Linked DNA regions of Arachis hypogaea: region 1 is linked to region 2. Evidence: chromatin contacts called from public Hi-C data. All regions are on one chromosome and are shown on one strand. The core of a region is the stretch at or near the end of the contact, and the rest is flanking DNA. Distances in the headings are between cores, read along the strand shown.

What was found. Hi-C and Micro-C count contacts between places; a contact is called where the count stands out from the background.
Region 1: a contact with region 2 is called in a Hi-C map of leaf, with 2.0 times the contacts expected there. The contact joins the enhancer-like site here to the promoter of LOC112702267 in region 2. A contact is called at or near these places in 3 of 8 Hi-C or Micro-C datasets (leaf and an unstated tissue).

The regions. Positions count from the first base shown.
Region 1 is chr7:6,956,742-6,961,972 of arahy.Tifrunner.gnm2.J5K5, reverse strand. No RefSeq gene overlaps it. Among protein-coding and RNA genes, the nearest start is that of LOC112702269, 28 kb to the left of the region's middle. Within about 2 kb of position 2,557, at least 1 of the 3 cell types and tissues checked has open chromatin away from gene starts, as enhancers often do.
Region 2 is chr7:6,917,849-6,922,867 of arahy.Tifrunner.gnm2.J5K5, reverse strand. It overlaps LOC112702267 (inositol diphosphatase DSP4), which reads left to right and starts at 2,814. Exons shown (of 6, transcript XM_025753237.3): 1 at 2,814-3,534; 2 at 3,631-3,724. The coding sequence starts at 3,254.

The DNA.
Region 1 (5,231 bases), core at 1,308-3,807, 39 kb before region 2:
TGTATATTAATATTATACATTAATAAAATACATTATTATTATTTATATGATACAGATCCACGCATGTTAGCACTGAACACTCTTGTCTTCCACGTGTACTTAACAGTACTATACAGTATACACTTATTTAATTTGCCTAAGATCACAAATAATGAAACTCACGATAATTGAATAGTGAAAACAATATAAGCAATCTGATCAAATTAAATGGCACATAATAAATTAATTAAAAAAAGACATAAATATTATATTTTTTGATAATATAATAAGACCAAAGCCAAAAAAAAAAAAATTACAAGGTCCTACACTCATAGTATGAGCATAAAAACTCCATGTAAATCAGTTCTATACAGATATTCCAATTCACTGAGGAATACATCTAAGAACAAGAAATTAGAAAAATATTTGAATGAGTATATTTTTAATATGCTTCTTCAAAATTTTTTTTGACTTTTTTATATGTTTGTTTGAATTTTTATATAGATTTTTTTTGTCTTTTTATTTTATGTAATTTTTTTTTTGAGATTCAATAAAGATTGAAATTTAGATTTTTTAATAATTAAAATACAATATCATAAATTACTTTTCTTAAAAATTTAAACTAATAAAGTGAAGTTCATAAATCGTTATATTTTTAATACTTCTAATAATTCAATAATAACTTTTAACCATTTAATAAAAAAATTGCTCTAGCATTTATCAAACATTCTAAATTGTGCTAATGAGCGAGTATATAATTTAAGGTGAATTCTATGATGCTTATAATATGGTGCCTAACTTTTGCCTAATTTACTTAATATGGTAAGTTTTAAATATTTAATAATTTTTTATTTTTATATTTTTAAAATTAAATATTAATTTTTAACCCTTTTAAAAAATTAGGCAAATATTTATAAGCACTGTAGCAATCATCATAATTTAATTGCCTAGTTGTTGTGTTAACCAAACATTTTGAATTCTAAATTTTGAGTATGTAGTTGTTTCTAAAAAATAAATTTGCCGCCACCAAATAATTAATTTTGGTTGACTCAGAAGATTGTCCTTGTAGTAATAATACCTAGGATGCATATGGTTTAATTTTTAATTAATCTTTTCAGAAGATAAACAAAAACGTAAGACATTCTTATATAATTTATAAAATAATAATCTTATTCATTAATTTGAAAGGTAATAAAAATAAATAAATAGAGAAAAAAAATAAAACTTCTGTTTAGACTTTTTTATTTAAATAAAATAAAGAAACTCCAAAATTACTTGATTTTTTTAAATTAATTTTAAAAACACGAATTTCCTATTATAATTAATATATAGATTGTTTTAGGACAGTGTGTATTAAATTACATATTAAACGTTACACCGTAAGACGATTTATGCCTGAAAATCTTTTAAAAAATAACATAAAACGTTTCAGGTTAATAAACTTGCCAAAATGAACATAAATCGTTGCAGGGTAAATGAGCTTACACGTTTTTACCCTAAAACACATTAGGATAGGACGATTTATGTGCATCCCACAACACACAGCAGCCTAGCACGATTATGTGCAATAAGCTAATGCACTATAAGATGTGACGATTTATACGTAGAATCAAACCCTAAATAGCTTCCCACGAATTACGTTTGGCAAAGAGAACCCTCATTAACGGCGAGAAAGGTTTTGGAGAGAAGGAAAGTTAGGGAAGAAGGTGGTCAACGACGGGGGAGGAAAAAGAATCGTTGGGGTCAACGGCGGAGCAAGGCACAACCAAGTGAGTGGCGGTGCACGCGGTGCAGCCAGAGGCGAAGAGCGGTGACGATAGTTGAGAATCGTGGTGGTGGAAGCGCCGGTGGGAGGCGGTGCAAGGCTATTCGCGGCGGGGCAAGGTAGGGCAGGGCGGGGGAACACCAGTTTCGGTGAATGATAACGAAAAATGAGGGAGACATGTACCGATTAAATGGTATCGCGCATGTTACGGGATTTGTCGACGAAGAGATTAATTGTTAAACTTATTTGTAATTTATATAGTTGATGACAGTAATATATTAAATTTTCTTAATGTAATTTCTTAATATATATCACATGAGAGTAGTTTGTAAGCGGTTTGAAATTGGCCATAGGTGTATTCATACAATAGAAATTTTTAATGATGAAGTTAAACAAGTCATCTGCTTTGTGAATTAATTGTTTGGTAATTTATTAGGTTTAAAATGCTTAGAAAACTTGAGGTTTTATTGTTGTAGGGTTATGAAGGATTTCACTTTTAATATATGTTTTTGTTGCTATTATGCGTTGTTGAGTTGCGACTGTATATTATTGTTTTATTAGCCAATTCGATGTGTTAGGAGCATTCATAGGCAACAGAAAATGATAATGCATGACCGTATAATGTTGTCATACCTAGATAGTATCCGATTACTACATGTTGCAAGGCCGAATGATTATTAGTTCAAGTTTGATGAGCCACTGATTAGTATATTTGTGGAGCGATGGCGTCTCGAAACCCACATGTTTTACATGCCTTTTAGGGAGTGCACGATAAATTTATAGGATGTGGCATATCAGTTCGGCCTCCCTATTGATGGATTTGCAGTTAGAAGATATCTCAGCAACTTTGAGCAGTTGATGGAATGGAAAAGCCTGCATGGGTGTGGTTTGAAGAATTGTTTGGTGAACTTCCAACCGACATTGTATGGATGAGTTCACCGTGTCATTTTCCTGGTTTTAAAACAAATTCAGAGTCATGTCAGCTAATGCATCAGAGGCCACGGTACAGGTTTATGTGCGTGGTTATATTATAATGTTGTTGTCCATAATGTTTCTCAAGGACAAGTTTGGTGCTAGCTAAAGTTCATTACGATGGCTTCTCTATGTTGCGGACTTCGACGGACTCGGCAAGTATAGTTGGGTTTTGGCCACTCTATCCTAGTTATACAGGTATCTCTGCAGAATTGCTAATCGGAATGTTAAGAATTTAGTTGGGCCACTAACATTTGCTGTAGTCTTGGAGTTTTTGGCGTTTTTCCATGGATTTACAAACACATCAATCTACTTTTTACTAGAGAATGTAACACTTTCATTTGTGTTTTCATCAATTTTTTCTCAATAATGAACTATAAAAACACATTCTTAGCCATCTCTTTCAAAATTCTCAATTCATATCTGGCTCGTTATACACCATACTCGTTTATTTATAAATTTATTGTCTTTATAAATCGTCTCAGAATTTTGAACTTTATCTATCTACATGTAAATCGTCACAAAATTTTAAACGTTAGCCTCTAACACATAAATTATCACATATTCTTAAAGTTTAAAATTGAATATAAATCGTTCTAAAGTATTGTGTGTTGAGAGAATAGCATAAATCATCACAAGGTGAGACGATTTACGTTTATTTTAAAAAGCTCATTATTATTCTAGGATAATTTATGAGTAACTATCGAAAAGATTTTTAAATATAAATTATACTAAGACATAAAATTTAATATATAATCTAAAACACATAAAGTTTTTGAACGATTTATATATTAATAAAAATAAAAAATTCATGTTTTAAAAACTGTTTTAGAAAAATCAGATAATTTAAAATCTTTTTATTTTATTTAAATACAAAAACCTTCCACTTAAGATAATTATTAGTGGAATACTAAATGCATTGGCTATCATCTTGGAATTCTCTTCCTTCTGCTACCCTAATTGTATTCTGACACATCAATGTGCCTATTATACAGAGGGGGTTGGTCTAATTTGACCCAATAATTAAAGGCTATTATATATATAATTAATACTTGAAAATAATTGTATATCAAACTAAGTGTAAAGTAATAATTAATGTCCTCCTAAGCAATAAGCAATGACTATGACTTTCACATACACTGACATACATATATAAATGAACCATTATTGGACCAATCAATAATAACTATATCATCAAGAAGCTAAGGCACATTCCATAAAGTTACTTCTAAGGCCATTGCTTGAACAATTTGGTTTATTAAATTTAAATATAGAATGCCCTACAAGGTTTAATTTATTGAGTAATGGCTTCAGATGATGAATGAGATGGAAACCGTCCTTTGTTTATGAACCAAGCAATTTGCGCACAATGAAAAGGGGACCAGCATAACCCAGACAACTGATACCATAATGTTGAACAAAATAAAAGAAAATTTGTTATTTATTTAGATATTATCAGCACCAAGAATCCAGGAATTTAAATTCAGACCTACTATTAGGGGTGCACAGACCCGGCCCGGCCCGAAGGCCCAGCCCGGCCCCGAACACTTTAGGGACTAATTTGGTGTGATTTCATCGGGTCTAGGATCGGGTACGGGTCTCAAAAATAGACCCGGTCATTATTTTGGGTCGGGTCCGGGCCATATCTCGGGTCACCCGAAGTTGGTCCGGTGGCCCGGTCATCATACACAATTAATATTTTGTGTTATTAGTGATAGATTATGACTATTCTTATGTGGAATTTAAGTATTGTAAACCTTAATATTTTGTATTATTAGTCATTATAAGACTATAAATTAATATTTTATGTTTAGAATGCATAAGACTTTAGACTAATACATAAGATTGTGTTATTTGTATTGATTTAAATATTTGGTATTATTAGACAATATTAGTATTGATTGTGGTTATGCTTTAGTATTGATTGTGGTTATGTTTTAATTTTAAAGAAGGGTTGGTTCTTGTTATATTTTTCTAAGTGAATTTTACCATGTTAACTAATGGTTGGAGTCTTGGAAATTTAAATTTTTTTACATGTTAGCTTACAAGAAGGTATCAACGTAATGTAATGTTAACGGCCCGGTTTTCACCCGGTTTTCACCCGGTATAATTGTGGCCCGAAAGTGTATTGGTTTCATCGGGTCTAGGGCCGGATTCGGGTCTAATAAATAGATCCGGTGTATATTTCGGGCCGGGTCTGGGTCACATCAAACCCGGCTTCACCCGGCCCATGTGCACCCCTACCTACTATGTTCCAAAAAAGAAATTGAGACAAAATAAAATCTTTTTGTTATCACTGGAAAAATGATTTTTTTTAGATTTTATTAAGTAGACAATTATTTTTGTGAACAATGGATTTTAAAATTGGTTCAATAATATAAAAATATATTATATTTTTAAATTACTTACCTAAATCTTAATATTAATATAACCATCCATACACCTAGTAAATTAAACATTCAATATATTCATTATTCATATTTTTTTAATATTTTCATTATTTACCTATATTTTT
Region 2 (5,019 bases), core at 1,565-4,064:
AAATTTATAAACCACCTTTATCTTTTTGTCCTTTTGGATTGGGGGTGGGGGTGTCCTTTTTTTTTTTTTACCGAAAATATAGAGAGTCGAATTCGTAATTTTTTGGATGAATATAGAGAGATTATGCCATTTAACCTATAATTTTTTGGGAGTTGTTTACATTATAATATAATGTTGATTTTTATTATTAGTTTTTTAATTTCCCGATTTTTTTAAGTTGATCACAAATTAAACATGTGCATACTCGATCATATCATGTGTAGATATTTAATAATCCTATTGCAACAATTATAAGAATATTGTCAAAGAAATTATTCCAGATACACACCTATAGACATGCATACACTCTCACACACACACCAATCGGTTGGAAAAATCAACAGAAACACAACTAATTAACATGTGCTCCTCTTCGTGCTGCTTCTCTTGAGACATTATGAGATTCTTTCATTAGTTGATGAATTGTGTTGACATGCATTTTTCAACTATCCAGCTTGCGTTTCTTAATACAACTTAACCACGTTTATGTGATAGTATATATAATTTCAATGAAAATTAGTATCATAAACAAAACCATAAGAATGCCATATTTATTTGCTTTTTTTTTTTATATATAGTTCATAACCTCGTATTAGTAATTTAATAGTATACAAATCAATTTATTGGCATATATATTTTAAAATTATAATTTTTATGTTATTTTAAAAGACTATATTTTATATTAATTTTTTAATATTAAAAGTTTTAATAATAATTCTTTAAATATTAATAAACCAAAATTTTTAACATAAATATCAATAAACTAATATGTTTTCTACTATTTCAGTTTTGTTGACTGTTCCAACTAAATTACAATAAAAGTTTTTCTTTTTCTATTTTGCAGATAGTGGCTACAAAATTAGGTGGTGGCTGCAAAATTTAAGAATAATACATAAAATAATAAATATTTGTATTTTTATGTAAAGTAGTAAATATATAATTTTTTTATTTATTTAAAAAGAAGGCAACTATGACACCTATTTTTTTAAAAAAGAAAAATGTAAAAACGTAATTTACACGAATGGGCAAAGGGAATCTAAATTTTCCCCACGCGCCGCAATTTTATATAAAATTAATAAATTAAAATAATAATGATGATACGATGAAACATGAAAGTAGAGAGTGAAGATGTGTTAAAAGCTTTTTCATGTGCTGAGGTCAGGGGCGTGTGTGGTCCTTAATTTTTGCTTCCTTTCCTTCTCCAATTTGCTATGTCAAAACCCTTTGCTTCTACAATTCATTGTTTCTTAATCACTAATACAACCATTTATAAATAAAAACTACCATTAAGTAAAGCTAATTATATGTAAATCACACACTCAATAGCACTATTACATCATCTACATAGAAAAAGGGTTATGATATATAGAATTTTGATTGCCCCCGGTTTCAAAAGTTTTTTTTACCTTTTAAAAAAAATTTAATTTTAATTATATCAATGTAAAATTATTTTATATGTATATTCAATCACATAATGTTATATTAGCAAAAATAATTATCTTTTGTATTAACTGCATAAATAATCATCTAAAAAAACAATTATAATTACATAACTATAATATATTACACTGTCAGTGCATCAAAATTAAACTCTTAAAAAAAATACTTTCCATCCATATTATATTGGGTTGTCTAGGTTAGTATGTCAACTCTATTTTTTTTTCATATATCAAAAGATGACATAATAATAAATTGTACGTAGTTTAGGCAATTAATTTGATATTGGCAAAATGACATGAAAAATTATTTTGTTTTGATGAAATCACTTGATTCTATTTTATTAGAAATTTGACTATATTAATTCAATTAATTTTAATCAAATTTTTTAAAAAATATACGAGTTCTTTTATTTTTTATTTTAAACTTGAATCTAAGACTATACAATTAAGATAATGAGGCAACTATATAATCTTAAAAAAAATGCAAAAAATTAGTTAGAATAATCGATCATATATTAATTAAGATTAATCATCCAATAATTAATAAGGTTAAATATTACTTAGCTTGTCCCACAATATAAAATAAATTTTTTCTATCACTCAACCTTTTCTTGATATGCATTTTTCTTTTTGGGAAGTCATTAAAAAAAATGAACCTCATTTTAAATTCTATTGAGTGACATTTAATGGAAAATGTATTTAATTTCCATAATTAATGTTGATTTGATTTGATAAATGACACTGTACTGTTAGAAAAGCTTAACATCTCAACTTATGGTATTCATAATAAGAATAAATTAGCTATTCTCATAAAGATATTTTTTGAAAATATAATAATTATTAGATGATTTAATTTAATTAATTATATTATATACACATTAAAATTAATTATTAAATAAATTATTTATATAAAATATATATTAAAAATAAATTAAATAAATTTATATTTTTATATATAAATAATATATAATAACTAATTTTTTATATATATTATATTTAATATTTTTATAATTTCACGTTTAGTCCATACATATATATATATATATATATATATATATATATATATATATATATATATATATATAAAATTAGTTTTGGGTAAAATACATTGCACAAACCGCCGTCCGAAGACCGTTTTTTGGTCGTTATCCAATATTTTTAAGCTAAATACATCTACAAGAAACTAATTAAAAGGAACAAATTACATTTTATTAACAAGTATAACTTAATTCAGTTTTAGTTTAGTAATAATCAACCAATTGATAAAAAAAAAAAAAAAAGCTAAGGCAGACATGATCTGATGATCACATCATTATTTTCAAAAGAAAAATAGCATTTGGCTTATGACTAAGCCAAACGGTGTGCTATATGCTCTAATTTAATTTCTCTCTTTCTCTCTTTTCCAATTCTCATCTCTCTCTCAATGTCTGTTTATATAAAGGCCTCTCTCTTTCACTTCTCTCATATCATATCATATGGTCTACCACTTTAACTAACCCCACCCCACTTCCATTCTCTCAACAAAGTTATAAACTTTCTTCACCAAAGTTTGTTTCTTTCTTCTCAACTGTCAAAAAAAGCATTCATTGAGAGTTAGAGAGAGGCAGTAACATATACAAGAAATTTAAAAGAAGCAGCCCATAAGGAATATCCTCTTTGATCCCTTCACTTTATTTTTATATTACTCACTTATTTGTTTCCTTTCCTTTATTTTGATTATCCCACAACAAAACAAACACCACCATCTTGTGTTTTTCTGAGTTTCCAACTTTGATATGCAAGTAGCAGAACTCCAACAAAACCTGGTTCAACACCAACACAAAGAGAACAAGATCATGTGCAAGAAGATCCAGCTAAGTGTCTCTGACACTGAACTCCATAATCACCATCATAATTCATGTGGTTGTGATGTTGATGGGTGCCACAAGGTTGAGGGTGAGGATCTATTCATTCCACCCCTCAATTTTGCAATGGTTGATAATGGCATTTTCAGGTCTGGTTTCCCTGAACCTGCTAACTTCTCTTTCCTTCAGACCCTTGCTCTCCGCTCTATCATGTATGTATATGATACCCTTTTGGCCTCATTTTCATCCACCCAATTCTTCGATTCTTCTAACTTCTTATTCTTTCTTTGATTAATTGCTTCTTTTAGATATCTATGTCCTGAGCCATATCCAGAGGCTAACATGGAGTTCCTCAAGTCAAATGGGATCAAGCTTTATCAATTTGGAATTGAGGGTCATAAGGTATCTATCTATCTATCTGTGAACTTTTGTATTATTAATTAGGAGATGATTTGGTTTTGTTATTTTTTCATTTTGGGTGGTTTCTCTGTTGGGTCTAATAGTATTTTGTGTTGAATGTGTTTGGTTTCTATGTCTTACTGAAAGATTTGCACAACCATCTAAGATAACAATGATACTGTTAGAGATATAATCATTTATAAGTCTTTTTTTATTAGTTTAGTTTTGAGAAAAATGATATCATAATATAATATTAAAATTTTTATAATTAAAAGAATTAGGATTCAATTTTTGTATTGTTAAACTAAAAAAAATTATCATAAGATAAAAAAAAAGAAATCTATATAAAAATGCAAACAAATTTAAAAGAGATTATTATTTAAAAAAATGTGTCCACTCATGTATCTTCTTCTATCAGCATAAATTTCAAAAAAAATATTTTATTGTATATATCTAATCCAATTGAAATGAATTGTGTCTCATCTATTTGTTATGTTTTGGAAGGTTTTATTCAAGTTGGTGTGGATAATTAATTAGTGGCCTATTGAATGAAATGGGACCATTAATTATTACATCAGTAACTTGTGGAGTAGTCTGCTTTTCTTTAAGAAATGTTTGAATTAAATGATTTTTTTTTTTTACATAGCAGTGCAAAATTAAAAGGAGAGAAAAAGGGGGGATATTGTAACTTGTAAAGTTGGTTATTGTCATTATTTTTCTTCTTTTTCCAGTGATAGAGTCATTTAACCTAAACAAATACATGATTTAGGAAAAAATATTTGATATTACTAATTTATATAGTTGACTCCGCGTAATAAGATAAGACTTAATTGTTCTGTTTTAAAATCTTTTGATAAAATATTCTAACTTTATGATTAAACAAATTTTACAGTCTTCTGATATTACTTTAAAATGTCGCAACTTTTAACGGTGCATAACAAAATCTTAAGAGAACTATACTATTACATCTTTTTGGGTATCATTATTATGTTGTCATATCAATAATATTTTTTGGTCATGCTATTGCTACTGATTATTACATCCATTCTTTTTCAATTTTGAAGCATATATTTCTTCTGTTTTAAAATAAAAAGAGTTCTCTTCAATATTGGCCCTTATGTGCAGAGAGAAAGTATACCAACTTTAGAATATGAAAATATCATGCTTGATGGGAATCCTAGCTGGCATATCAAGTCTTTTCCTTATTTTTCTTTTCTTATCTAAAATGATCACAATCATTATTTGATCTTGTGAATATATAATTAATGGATTGGTGGATAAGCATATATTATACTTAT